Regions from separate parts of the Mus musculus genome. Here region 2 is linked to region 1. Evidence: chromatin contacts called from public promoter capture Hi-C data. All regions are on one chromosome and are shown on one strand. The core of a region is the stretch at or near the end of the contact, and the rest is flanking DNA. Distances in the headings are between cores, read along the strand shown.

Region 1 (7,186 bases), core at 3,277-5,776:
TCATAAAAGAAACTTTACTAAAGCTCAAAGCACACAATACACTCCACACAACAGTAGTGGGAGACTTCAACACCCTATTCTCAGCAATGGACAAGTCATGGAAACAGAAATTAAACAGAGACACAGTGAGAATAACAGAAGTTATGAATCAAATGTATCTAACAGGTATTTATAGAACATTTCATCCTAAAGCAAAAGAATATACTTTCTTCTCAGCACCTCATGGTACCTTCTCTAAAACTGACCATATAATTGACCACAAAATAGGCCTCAACAGATACAAGAAGATTGAAATAATCTCATGCATCCTATCAGATCACTATGGATTAAGGCTGACCTTAAATACCAACAAAAACAATGGAAAGCATACATATACATGAAAGCTGAACATTGCTCAATTCAATGATAATTTGGTCAAGGAAGAAATAAAGAAAGAAATTAAAGACTTTTTAGAATTTAATGAAAATGAAGACACATCATACCAAAACTTATGGGACACGATGAAAGCAGTGGTAAGAGGAAAACTCATAGCTCTAAGTGCCTCTAAAAAGAAACTGGAGAGAACTTACACTACCAGCTTGATAGTACAACTGAAAGATCTAGAACAAAAAGAAGCAAATACACCCAAGAGAAGTAGAAGGCTGGAAATAATCAAACTCAGGGCTGAAGTCAACCAAGTACAAACAAAAAGAACTATACAAAGAATCAACAAAACCAGGAGCTGGTTCCTTGAGAAAATCAACAAGATAGATAGACCCTTAACCAGATTAACCAGAGGACACAGAGACAGTATCCAAATTAATAAAATCAGAAATGAAAAGGGAGATATAACAACGGAAAGCATGGAAATTAAAAAATCATCATATCCTATTACAAAAGTTTATACTCAACTAAATTGGAAAATCTTTATGAAATGGACAATTTTCTAGATACATACAGGATGTCAAAGTTAAACAGGATCAAATAAGCCATCTAAATAATCCCATAACCTCTAAAGAAATAGAAGCAGTCATTAAGTCTCCCAACCAAAACCAGCCCAGGACCAGATAGGTTTAGTGGAGAATTCTAACAGACCTTTCAAGAAGACCTAATTACCAATACTCTTTAAACTATTCCACAAAATAGAAACAGAAGGTACACTATCTAACTCATTCTATGAAGCCACAATTACACTTATACCTAAACCACACAAGGGCCAAATGAAGAAAGAAAACTTCAGACCAATTTCCCTTATGAACATTTATGCAAAAATACTCAATAAAATTCTTGCCAACTGAATCTAAGAATACATCAAAATGATCATTCACCACGATCAAGTAGGCTTCACCCCAGGGATGCAGGGATGGTTCAATGTATGGAAATCCATCAATGTAATCTACTACATAAACAAACTCAAAGAAAAAACCCCCACATGATCACTTCATTAGATGCTGAAAAAGCATTTAACAAAATTCAGCATCCCTTCATGTTAAAAGTCTTGGAAAGATCAGGTATTCAAGGCCCATACCTAAACATAATAAAAGCAATATACAGAAAATCACTAGCCAACATCAAACTGAATGGAGAGAAACTTGAAGCAATTTCATTAAGATCAGGGACTAGACAAGGCTGCCCACTCTCTCCCTATCTATTCAACATAGTACTTGAAGTTCTAGCTAGGGCAATTAGACAACAAAAGGAGGTCAAGGGGTACAAATTGGAAACAAAGAAGTCAAAATATCACTGTTTGCAGAAGACATGATCATATACTTAAGTGACCCAAAAAATTCCACCAGAGAACTCCTACAGCTAATAAAGAACTTCAGCAAAGTGACTGGATATAAAATTAACTCAAACAAATCCATGACCTTCTTCTACTCAAAGGATAAACAGGCTGAGGCAGAAATTAGGGAAACAACACCCTTCACTATAAAATATATTGGTGTGACTCTAACTAAGCAAGTGAATGATCTATATGACAAGAACTTCAAGTTTCTGAAGAAAGAAATCGAAGTAGATCTCAGAAGATGGAAAGATCTCCCATGCTCATGGACTGGCAGAATTAATATAGTAAAAATGGCCATCTTGCCGAAAGCAATTTACAGATTCAATGCAATCCCCATCAAAATTCCAACTCAACTCTACCTAGAGTTAGAAAGAACAATTTGCAAATTCATTTGGAATAACAAAAACCCAGAATAGCGAAAATGATTCTCAACAATAAAAAAACTTCTAGGGGAATTACCATCCCCAACCTCAAGCTGTATTACAGAGAAATAGTAGTAAAAACTGCATGGTATTGATACAGAGACAGGCTGGAAGATCAGTGGAATGGAATTGAAGACCCAGAAATGAACCCATACACATATGGTCACTTGATCTTTGACAAAGAAGCTAAAGCCATCCAGTATAAAAAACGAGCATTTTTAACAAATAGTGCTGGCTCAACTGGTGGTTAGCATGTAGAAGAATGCAAATTGACCCATTCTTATCTCCTTATACAAAGCTCAAATCTAGGTGGATCAAGGACCTCCACATAAAACCAGAAACACTGAAACTTATAGAGGAGGAAGTGGGGAAGAGCCTCTAAGATATGGGCACAGGGGGAAAATTCCTGAACAGAACACCAATGGCTTGTGCTGTAAGATCAAGAATTGACAAATGGGACCTCATAAAATTGCAAAGCTTCTGTAAGCAAATGACACTGTCAATAAGGCAAAAAGGCAACCAACAGATTGGGAAAGGATCTTTACCAACCCTACATCTGATAGAGGGCTAATATCCAATATATACAAAGAACTCAAGAAGTTAGACTCCAGAGAACCAAATAACCCTATTAAAAATGGGGTACAGAGCTAAACAAAGAATTCTTAACTGAGAAATACTAAATGGCTGAGAAGCACCTAAAGAAATGTTCAGCATCCTTAGTCATCAGGGAAATGTAAATCGAAAGAACCCTGAGATTCCACCTCATACCAGTCAGAATGGCTAAGATCAAAAACTCAGGTGACAGCAGATGCTGGAGAGGATGTGGAGAAAGAGGAACACTCCTCCATTGTTGGTGGTATTGCAAGCTGGTACAACCACTCTGTAAATCAGTTTGGCAGTTCCTCGAAAATTGGACATAGTATTACCTGAGGACCCAGCTCTACCACTCCTGGGCATATAACTAGAAGATACTCCAACATGTAAGAAGGACACATGCTCCACTATGTTCATAGCAGTCTTTTTTATAAGAGGTAGGAGTTGGAAACAACCCTGATCCCTGATTTGAAGATTTGATCCTTCAAATCTGGAATGGATTCAGGAAATGTGGTACATTTACACAATGGAGTAGTACTCAGCTATTAAAAACGAATTCATGAAATTCTTAGGCAAATGGATAGAACTAGAAAATATCATCCTTAGTGAGGTAACCCAGGTGCAAAAGAAAACACATTTTATACACTCACTGATAAGTGAATACTAGCTCCAAAGCTCCAAATAACCAGGATACAAGTCACAGACTGCATGAAGCTCAGTAAGAAGGAAGAACAAAGTATGGTTGCTTCGGTCCTTCTTAGAAGGAGAACAAAATATTCACAGGAGCAAATATGGAGATAAAGTGTAGAGCAGAGACTACAGGAAAGGGCACTCAGAGTCTGTCCCACCTGGGGATTCATCCCAAATACAGTTACCAAACCCAGACACTACTGTGGATGCCAAGAAGTGCATGCTGAAAGGAGCCTGATATGGCTATCTCCTGAGAGGCCCTGCCAGATTCTTACAAATACAGAGATGGATGTTGGCAGCCAATCATTGGACTGAGCATGGGATTCCCCAATAGAGGAGTTAGAGAAAGGACTGAAGTAGAGGATGGCCTTGTCATGCATCAATGGAAGGAGAGGTCCTTGGTCCTATGAAGGCTCGATAGATGCCCCAGTATAGGGGAATTGATGGCTGGGAGGTGGGAGTGGGTGTGTGGTTGGGTGGAGTAACACCCTCATAGAAACAGGGTGAGGAAGAATGTAATAAGGTGTTTCTTGGAGGGAGGGAAACCGGGAAAGGGGATAACATATGAAATGTAAATAAATATCCAATAAAAAAGAAAAGAAAAAAAATGGCTTTAGGCACATTGACTGAGGCGGACTACGAGTTTGAGGCTCTTGTACACAATAAAGGAAGAGTCTCAACAAAAATATTCTGAAGAAGCTATGGTACAGTGCCCCCTGAACTGTCATCACCAAACACTAGTTTGGTTCTTTCAGCGGACTTGTCCCTAGGTAAGTCAGAGTCACAAAACTGGCCTGACATCGTTAACTATTTTCACTGGTCAGGGTCCTGGAATCATTCAGTAGGGCACACCTAGAGGTACACAAGAGCCATGAACCTATGTTGACACCTGCTGGCCACCGCAACACTAAACAATGGGCTCTAGACTCACAGCCTAAGGAACTGCAAGAGGAGCTACTCCTGTCACTCAGATCACCTAGAGCAGTTCTAACCAATCAGGAGCTACAGACAGGTTGTCCAATCAGAAGCTTCTAGGAGGCGGGGGGGCGGGTTCTTTTCGGCCGCCATGTTAGCTAAAGGTTCTTCACCGAAACTGAGGAAAGCCGTTGTGGGAGCCAGTGCTTGGAGCTGTGTGGGGGAGCGCGGGTGAGCTCGGAGCCTGGCAATGGTGAGCGAGGGCCGCTGTCCCCTGATGGGAGGAGCGGCCGGCTGGGCTGCGGGAGCCGGGGTGGTGGGTCCTCCCTGGGGTTGGGGCAGTGAACGCGGGGACGTCGGGGCTGCGACCTGGGCCTCCGCCTGCGGTCCGTAGGTACTTCCGCCCTGATCCTCTTGGCGTCAGCGCTGAGCGGGAGGTCCCGCCCTGCGGGGGGCGGGGGATGGGCGGAAGCCAGTACGCGGATGACGTCACGATCCGGGCTGGCGGGGACGTCCTGCTTTTGGTGGTGCGCTGAAGGCTGCTTGCTAGACTAAGGCTGTCTAGGTTCTTTGTGCTGTCTTCGAGAAGTTCTGAACTTTGCTTTCCACATGTAAGTGTGGCAACCTCTTTAGGTTAATTTTACGACATTTGTAAAGTCCAGTGAGTTTCTTTGCAAAGATGTTTAAAACCAGCTCTGGGAAAGATGACTTGTCTCCTTGAATTTATTTTGTTCTTCGGTCAGACATCCTTTGATTATATTTTTGTTTTTATTTCTGCTTATGCATTTGTGGGCTTGTTAATTTTTCTTCCCTCAAATAGTGCATTGTTTTGCGTACCGAGGTTCGCCGAGAACTGTTAGTCAGGAAGCATTGTAGTCGATTCTTCTGTATTGTGTTCACCATTCTGGTCCTTTTCTTCATTTCCACACAACCTTTATTTCTTGTTTATTTTAGCATTTTTATTGGAAGTATGTTGAACTACTAGTTTAAACTGAGAACATGAGCATACTATGCTAGAAATAAGATAGACACATTTGTATCTCCCCAAAGTATCAAATATTTTTGAATAACAATAAACTTAAAAGGTTTTGATGGCAGCAATTTGCCAAGTGATTTCACTTACATTTGTAATTAGGACAAGGTTAATGTGGGTTTTATTCTAGTCTTTTTTTTTTAAGATTTATTTATTTTATGTATGTGAGTACACTTTCGCTCTCTTCAGACGCAATGGAAGAGAGCATCTGATCCCATTACAGATGGTTGTGAGCCACCATGTGGTTGCTGGGAATTGAACATAGGACCTCTGGAGGAGCAGTCAATGCTCTTAACCACTGAGCCATCTCTCCAGCCCTTCTTTTAGTTTTAATTGTTAATATTAATTCTCATGTCAAAGCACACAGTATATCTCTGCATATATTTAGTTTATAAAATGAATACTTAGAAGTAGGCTGAGAGAAATGTAGGTAGAGTTTGTCCTGATATGAAAAGGAACTCAAAACAATTGTGCCACAGGGAGCGAGCCTTTGATGAAGTCACAGAGAGGACTCAGGCTTGTCAGCCATGCTGCTTAGTTCTAGATAGAAGGCCCTGAGAGCAGGCAACTGTGGGCTCAGGTCCAGGTCTGGATAGGGACTAGGTGGAAGGCCAGGCAGGTGAGTAGGTGAGTCATGGGGCCTATTGAAACCTCAGGGACAAAAGTCTCTACTTGTCCTTTCTTCATCTATATACTAGTTATCAGACGATAGGATGGTTTGGGGTCAGACATCCTAGTGCTAGTAGGTGTCTATCAATTTAAGAGGCCAGGAGAGGGATTTATGCCCTTCCCTGGTTTCCCTGATAGCATTGTAATACATGCCCATCTAGTCTCAACTCACCCTGATAAACTTACAGAGTAGCCCTCTTTCTGTTCTCAGGAACAAGCCTGTGATATCTGGCTGAACAGATAGTATTGTTTGTGCATGTACCAAGGGGCTGGAGTCATTCTCTTTCCTCAAAATGGAGTCAAATGGAGTCACTCAGGGCAAGGCATTGTCTGGAAAACCACTGTTTTCTCACAGTATGGAGTAACTTGGGACAGGACACAGCCGACTGTGCCCTTCAACACTTCACGTCCAGGATCCTGCAGTAGCACTTGCTTTATTAGGTTCATTGCTTTCATTGGTGATTTGAAGTGTGAGGCTGGAGAGCTGGCTTAGTGGTTAAGAGCACTGCTGCTCTTGTAGATTGATTTCCAGTGACCACATGGTGGCTTAAACCGTTCTGTAATTTCATTCCAAGGAGATATGAAGCCCTCTTCTGGCCTTCGTGGGTACCAGGCATGCATGTGGTGGAAGCAAAACACCCATACATGTAAAATACATAATTTAAAAAAAAAAAGAAAGTTATAGTTAATGTCTGCGGACTTCCCCTCCCAACCCCTTATTTTGTCTTTTTTAGACAAAATCTCACTTGTGACCTGTCTGACCTGGAACTCTGGAACTTTGTAGACCAGTGTGGTCTGGAAATCACAGCAGTCTGCCTGTCTCTGCCTTTTGAGTCTGTGCAACACCACACCCAGTATGTCTGTAGTTCTTTGTTTTATTTGTGTATTTTCTTTGTGTCATTTATCTCTACTGGTGTACAAGCAGCGTAGTGTTTTTCCTTTTATATCCTATTGCTTATTGCCAATGTACAGGAGTAGGATAGAATTATGTATCCTATATGTTTGCTATGGTATCACATTAATTCCTTGAATTTTTTGAGTTTTGAGATTTTCTTTGGGCAAAACCAGTTTTTTATTTCTTCCGAAGAAGCTTACTTC
Region 2 (7,186 bases), core at 3,512-6,011, about 40 Mb before region 1:
ACTAGGACATGTCAGGGAAAAGATTTTTCTTTTTTTGTTGATATTTGTTTCTTTTTGAAATTAAGTTTTTTTTTAAGTTTTATTTATATATGTGTGTGTGTGCGCATGCGTGTGCACGCGCAGGGGTTGGAGGGGGATGGGTGTATGTGTGCCAAAGAGCATGTGCAGGAGCCAGAGACAACTTGCTGAGGTCAGGGCTCTCCTTAGCAGCAGGAGACCTGACTGGCTGAGCTATCTCATGGGCTGGTGCTTGATTATTTCTGAGAAAAAGAAAGGAAAGAAGGAAGGAAGGAAGAAAGAAAGAAGTCTCTCTTCATTTGGAGTGAGCTGCTGTGAGCACAGCTCAGCGGTAGGGCATTAGGTCTAGTCTCAATGCTTACTATTGCAAAACAAAAACTACAGCTCCTGACAACCCACCCACAACAACTTAGGGTGCCGACAAGCCCCAGGCTCCTTCCTCCTAGAAATGAAAATCAGGAGAGCCTGGTGTCCCCCCCCCCTCTTCCCACTGCTCACTGTCCTCAACGCTTTACACCTGTTAGACCATTTAACCTACAACCTATAACCATTTAACTTACTGACACTCAGCACCCCCATTTTACAGATGACAAAGCCGAGGCACTGGAGGGAGTTACTTGTTCCAGGACACACAGCTCTTAAGCAGCAGGGTTGGGATATGAACTTTGGAAGTGTGGTATCAGAAGCAATCAGTCTAATTCTCTTATTGACCTTGAGTGCTGAGCTCCAAGGACCTCCTACATTAAGAGACAACTGTTCTACCATGGAGCTACCCTTCTAGTCTAGAACGTATACTCTTTTCCATAGCTAAAAGCATGAGTTTCTGATGATTCCCACTTACTGACTGGTATGAGCACGGGTGAGCATGGAGGTCAGGGGACAATGCTCAGGGTTGGGTCCCTCCTCCACTCTGGGTTCCAGAGACTGACTGAGGTTCAAAGTCTCATACAGGAAGCACTTTGCCTGCTGTGCCACCTCACCGGCACCACACATCCATTGTACATAATGACTATTCATAATGACTGCAGCGGAGATGGGTGGGAAGAGATGTAAGACCTTAGTTCAATCTCCATGGTGAATAGAAACACACAGTAACTCTCTTCACAGTTTCCCTCTTTACTGACTGTGAAGAAGTGCTGTGAGACCTGATTTCTCCACAAGGCACATTCTAGGAGCAGCGCACAGGAGAGTACTGGCAGCCAGGGAAACAGTTCAGACCTCCACTTTGCAACCTGTATACCTTGGAGGCGTTTCCCCAGTCCTCTCTAGAACTTTCTGCACTTCACTATGCGACTGTTGCTGTGTTGGCATTTCCTGATCTCCCCAGGCCTGCTCAGTGAGGTGAGTTCTGACAGGTGCTAGTGGGGGAAGGGTGTCAGGACAGGTGTCGCAGTCTGTTTGGGCCTCAGATCAGGACAGGCACAGCTCTTGGACAAAGTGTGACAATCTACATCAATCTACATCAATCCTGTTCCTTTTCAGGATGCTGAGTGATAACAGGTGAACTTTTAATTAAGGCTGCTTATTTAAAACTCACAATATCATCCAGCTGCAGACAGACGGGGTCCTCGTCCCTCCCAAACCTGAGAACCAACACCTTCTCCGCAGTGCTTTTGATCGCCTGGTCTACTTCTTTCTTGCTGGTCAGTTTGGGCAAGAGGAAGCTCATCTTGAAAAAGTCCAATGCTAGTCCGCACTATCAATTCTGCAGTGTCTAAAGGCTGCTGAGATGAAGTGCGTGGGTCCTAACAGAAAGAAGACAACACCATTTAGTAGTGACCAGACACTGAGGTGATTTAAAAAGAAACCTTTTAGGAAGCCCATTTTGTGAAGACGTCTCACCCCTTGCTTGCCACCTCTGGGTCCATCCTGACACACTAGGTAACTTCTCACAATAATTTCTCATGTGTTTCTAAGTGAAATTAAAGATTTGAATTAGAACAGAGTAGGAGGACTGGAGAGATGGCTCAGCAGTTGATAGCACTGGCAGCTTTTCCAAAGGTCCTGAGTTCAATTCCCAGCAACCACATGGTGGCTCCCAACTGTAATGAGAGCTGATGCCCTCTTCTGTTGTGTCTGAAGACAGCTACACTGTACTCATACACACAAAATAAATAAATCTTTAAAAAAGCCACATCAGAGTAGGAAGACAAAGCAAAGCTTTAACTTCAGAGTGCTGCTCCCACCCAAGAGGCCTGGGGGAGCCACGGGTAGCTGAGTAGGGAGGCAAGCATCTGCACAAAGGAGGCCCGCCTGCAGCTGAAGGATGCGGCTGTGCCTCAGAGCACTGCCAGACTGCAGAAAGAACCACAGCTTATGGCAAGTGCTGAAGCAGACAAACTTGACCTCAGCAGTCTGGAGTAGGAGGGAGAGTGGCTGGAAGGTGGGGTGGCAGAGGTGGGGACATGATTCACCCTTTCTGCGCTTTGCATTGTTTTAATATAACGTTTACTGAACTTCCCATATCCCTACACAAAAGACTTTGAGATTCCATACTACTTCATTTGTGGACCATACTTCATGGGTCCTTCATTGACGAATGTTTGTATATTCTCGAGTCCTGACTTAAGGGGACTTCCTAGATACACTTAATCACATGGCAAACAGACCAACTAAGAGTGTGTGAAAGTCATAATTAAATAAATGACTCAGAGGAGACTGAGGTAGAGGGGCCTCATCTGACCTTCTCTCTGTCTTCCTTTGGTGCTGGGCTTCTCACTCTATAGACTAGTTCATTCTGTTACTCTTCTAGCTGTGAGACAAAGGCTAGAACTCATGCTACAAAATTGCTAGTCTAGCTCCTAATTTTTGGCAAGTCATTTCCTAATTGAAAAATCCCATGACTGACAAGTCACTATTGACAGTACCCACAGAAGATGCAACTGGGATATTAGTTACTCTGCATTTAATTTCAAGGCTTGTTAATGCTATGAAATGTGATTTGCCTTTCTCCCCTTCATCAAAAATTATATTTCGTGGTCTGGATTAGGGCTGGGAGGATAGCTCAGTTAGTAAAGTGCTTGCCTGGGAAGGGTGAGGACCCAGTTCGATCCCCGGAAGCCATCTAAAAAGAAGCCTGGCCTGCGAGAGTAGCTCACGAACTCAGTGCACTCAGCCAGATCCTTGGGATTTGGTGGCCAGTCAGCCTAGCCAGTTCACCAAGTTGCAGGGCAGCCTGAGACCTTGTTGTCAACAATACAAAACAAAACAAACCCAAACCCAAACACCTAAGGTTGCCTTTGGTGTACAAACATGCACTGACAGGTGTATATACATGAGTATATACTCATGCACATACACAACAATGCACACATAAGATATGAATAAAATTTACACAAGAAATGAAATTGTTCCACCTATAAGCCACAGTTTATTTTAATAGTTTTATGTGCATGTCTTCCTGCCTATATGTCAAATTCCCTGGGACTGGAGTTAAAGATAGATGTGAGGTGCCACGTGGGTGCTGGGAGCTGAATCCCTGGTCATGTGGAAGAGCAGTCAGTGGTCTCAACCTCTGAGCCATCTCTCCAGCCTGTAGGTCACCCTTTAAATAGGGAAGCTGACTTCCAGGAGGGGTTTCATCAACTGTGAGTGTAGAACAAATTACTGATGAAAGAGAAACACAAAGAGAATTTGGACCCGTCTCGCCGTTAGAATTCACGTAAGCAAATCCCGTACTAGTAATAAAAAGAGGAAGGGGGAGTGTGGCGTGTCACCAGAGAGGGTCGGTGTGCTACAGGCCAGATGTTGGAAGGAGGGGGAAAGCGACACCACATCCAAGACAGTGTTCGCATGAGGGATGCAAATGGAGAATCATAAAAATTATGAACACTAAACACATTTGGAAAGCCAAGTTTTGCACGTAGACAAAGGATAGCAAGTTAAAAGGCAGATTTAAGAAATGCATTGAGTCTACAAACACCAAGTGAGACGGTAACACTCAGAATGGAGAGAGAGCGGAGGCATGCCTACTTCGTTGGAATTTGGATGCAAAAGCTCTTTGGAAAGAAAACTGGCCTCCTCTTTACACAACAGCTCTACTTTTGAGAATATGAACATAGACACAAAGACCTATGTTCATGTCTGTCAACAGGGCACTGATAGTAGTAGTCTTGCGAACTATCTTATACAGCTACTAAGAAAAGATTCGGAAGCAGTATGTAAAGTCTGATTCTTCTTTTTTGTAGAAACTTAACGTGTAATGCTTTCATAGGATAATGGAAATAAGCATCCTAAGATATAACCAAAGGACATATCTGAACATGAACTTATTTTCCAAGGATCTCGCTTAGTACCCCAGAGTGGCCTCAAACTTGTGGCAATCTTTATGCCTAAACCTCACAACTGCTGGGATTACAGCGGTATGTCACTTTAATCTACGTCAGGGCTGACGTCTACAAAACACCCAACGCATGTTTTTGATAAGAACCTGGTGGTTGGGTTCCCCCTGGTTCACAGGTGCCATGGAGGACACTTCGGTCTACATGTCAGCAACCCGGGCTCCTCCACCGGTTAGCTAGGGCACAACTGCCTCTTTCCTCACTGCCATCCTGGGAAAGACCCCAACTAACCTGGGCTGTATCCTTAGAAACGCTTCCTCCGACAGGAAAAAAAAAAAAAAAAAAAAAAAAAAATCCTCCCAAACGGAAGTGAGAAACACGGACGCAGAAAACGAACGTGCCACCGCGCGCCCCAGTCAATAGTCCGGTAATCCGACAAGATTATTTTAGTTCCTTTCCACTTTGCACTGGCCGCCAGCGACAGGAAGTGACGTCATTTCCGCCCTTAGTAAACATGGCCGGTCTCGTGTTGTCCTCCCTTGCACACCCCCGAGCCAGAGGCGGGGTGTTGACTCTTACGCCAAGCGCGATTGGTCGCAAGGAGACTCTGAACCCAGAGGAAGAGACTGAGGCTCGGAAGGCCTGTTCGCGGGGTTGCACTCTGGCGTCCCGGAACCCTGGATTTGTGGGCTGCTCTCGATGGTCTTTTTGGACGGATAGAAGGCTCCGCGCAGGGCATTATGGGACGATGATGGCCGCTTTCAAACAGCGGAATTTGCCTCTTTGAGACCCTCGGATCGAGCGGTGGCCGCGCTGGCGTCTCCAGATCAGGAACCGAAGGCCTCGAGAGTCGTGCTTGGTGAGGTGAGCGTCTCTTTCTCTTTCCAGATCTGTCCTTCGGCAGCCATGGCGGCTCCAGGCGGCCGGTGTCGGCTCGCGGCTTCTGTTTGGGCCCTGATTTCAGAGTTCCTCTAGTCCTTGTTACCCAAGTTTCTCTATTTGCTTGAGCGGAGAAGTTCATTCAGCCTTCTCCGGACTTTGTCCATGTTCTGGTCTCATCCCGGTGTTTGGGAACGGCCCCACGGAGATTCAGGGGTCCTCCCTGTGCCCTCGTTTAGGGCAGTACGCGAACCTGGTACCCGATAGTTGGAGAGCCTGGGTAGGGCTTCTGGTGCCTTCCTCCTGTCTCACTGAAGAGTCTCCACTAGATCTGGCGGATAATCTATAAGTAGAGTATTAACCCTAAGAGGAAAGGGCTCTTGTTTTTCCTTTATCGGTATTGTTGAGAATAGCAAGTGGATTAACGACGCATGCAGTAAGCAGTTGCTAACCTGAGAAGTCCATTGTGGCTTCTTTGTCACCGATGTTTCTCCATAGTCTGGCCGTGGACCGCTTTATTTGCTATTTTGAGCCGCTAATTAAGTCCTTCCTTGTCCTGTGTTGTGAATAATTTCCTGTCCAGAGAAATGTCTGACTTCCTGTTCGCTTTCAATAAATGATATCTAATCAGGTTTTTACTTTGCCATTTGTTAACAAGACAGACAGTAGTCTCTGCTTGCATGCAAATGACACTTTAGGATGTAAGTCGTTGTATCTCAGCCTTCCTGTCAAGATTTCTTAATATGCATATAAGATGCGACTTTGTTTCTCTCTTCTACCTCGGGAAACTTTTGCTTCTTCATCCACATTGTGTTGCAGCGCCCCTTGGGAGAGCTGTGCATGTTAATTAGAACACAGCAAAAGAAGTCTAGATTCAAAAGTCACAGTTCTCATGCTTTATAAACTTAATCGGAATGAGAATAATTAACTACATGTCCAACATAGGTCCAAGCTTATAATCGGGTGGTGTTAGATAAAGATGAATTTGACATCAGCCAAACACCTGGGAGGTCTTACAGTCTCTGAAACACGTTCCAGACATGCTCTTTCCTAACATTTCTTGGAAGTAATTTTGGCGAACACAGTTTGTTATTCAAGAGATTTTTTTTTTTTTTTTTTTTGCCTGCTATGGGATGCTTTTTTTCTCTTTTCCCACAAACCACTACTGATCCACAACAAAAGTCAGCAAGTGTGTAGAATATGGATGGTGAAATCGTGTGCTAGCTAACTTCTCTGCTCTGTGGAACTTGTGACTTAAAGGGAATGGGATGGGTGGGTGGGAGAATGCATATCAAAAACCAGGAAGGGAAGTCAGGGTACAGGAGCATAATACCAAGTATGCAACCGTCACATCAGTGTACCAACAATTGATTCTCACAGTGGTTCTGTGGATTGTGGAAAGCAGAAGTGATTGTGGTTTCACACATAGAGAACTAATGACTAACCAAGACAACTGCTTACTGTCCCAAAAAAACCAGAAAATGCCAAGAGCCTGGAGTGAGTTAGTTACTTAGTTTATTTCTTCCTTCCTTTCTTCCTTTCTTCCTTCCTTCCTTCCTTCCTTCCTTCCTTTCTCTCTCTCTCTCTCTCTCTCTCTCTCTCTCTCTCTCTCTTTCTTTCTTTCTTTCTTTCTTTCTTTCTTTCTTTCTTTCTTGTCTCACTAGAGAAGTGGGATGTGCTGCTACAGTTCATATGAAAAAGGCAAGCATGCCTGGCTTGTGTTCAGAGGCAGGGAGCTAATGGGGACTCCTAGAGGTGATTATTTTGGCCCATAAGTGGGAGGAAGTGTGTTCTGTAGAAGAGTGAGATAATGGGCAGAGGGACAAACTGGGAGGGAGAGAGCAAGAGAAGGAGAGAGAAAGAATATAAATGAGTGAATCCTTCACTAAATATCCTAGCTAGTGTGAAACTATGTAGCCCAGACTAGCTTCCCACTTGCCCCCCTCTGGAGCCTCTACCTCCCGTGCTGAGATTACAGGTGCATATCATGCCCAGCTCAATCGCCTGGG

What was found. Promoter capture Hi-C pulls out the DNA fragments that hold promoters and counts their contacts.
Region 2: a promoter capture Hi-C map of pre-B cells shows a contact between it and region 1. The contact joins the promoter of Txnl4b here to the promoter of Zfp868 in region 1.

What each region holds. Positions count from the first base shown.
Region 1 is chr8:69,622,888-69,630,073 of GRCm38.p6, reverse strand. It overlaps Zfp868 (zinc finger protein 868), which reads left to right and starts at 4,526. Exons shown (of 5, transcript NM_172754.2): 1 at 4,526-4,639.
Region 2 is chr8:109,563,467-109,570,652 of GRCm38.p6, reverse strand. Txnl4b (thioredoxin-like 4B) reads right to left here and starts at 4,761. Exons shown (of 4, transcript NM_175646.4): 1 at 4,590-4,761; 2 at 1,556-1,763. The coding sequence starts at 1,687. Dhx38 (DEAH (Asp-Glu-Ala-His) box polypeptide 38) reads left to right here and starts at 4,792. Exons shown (of 27, transcript NM_178380.2): 1 at 4,792-5,162.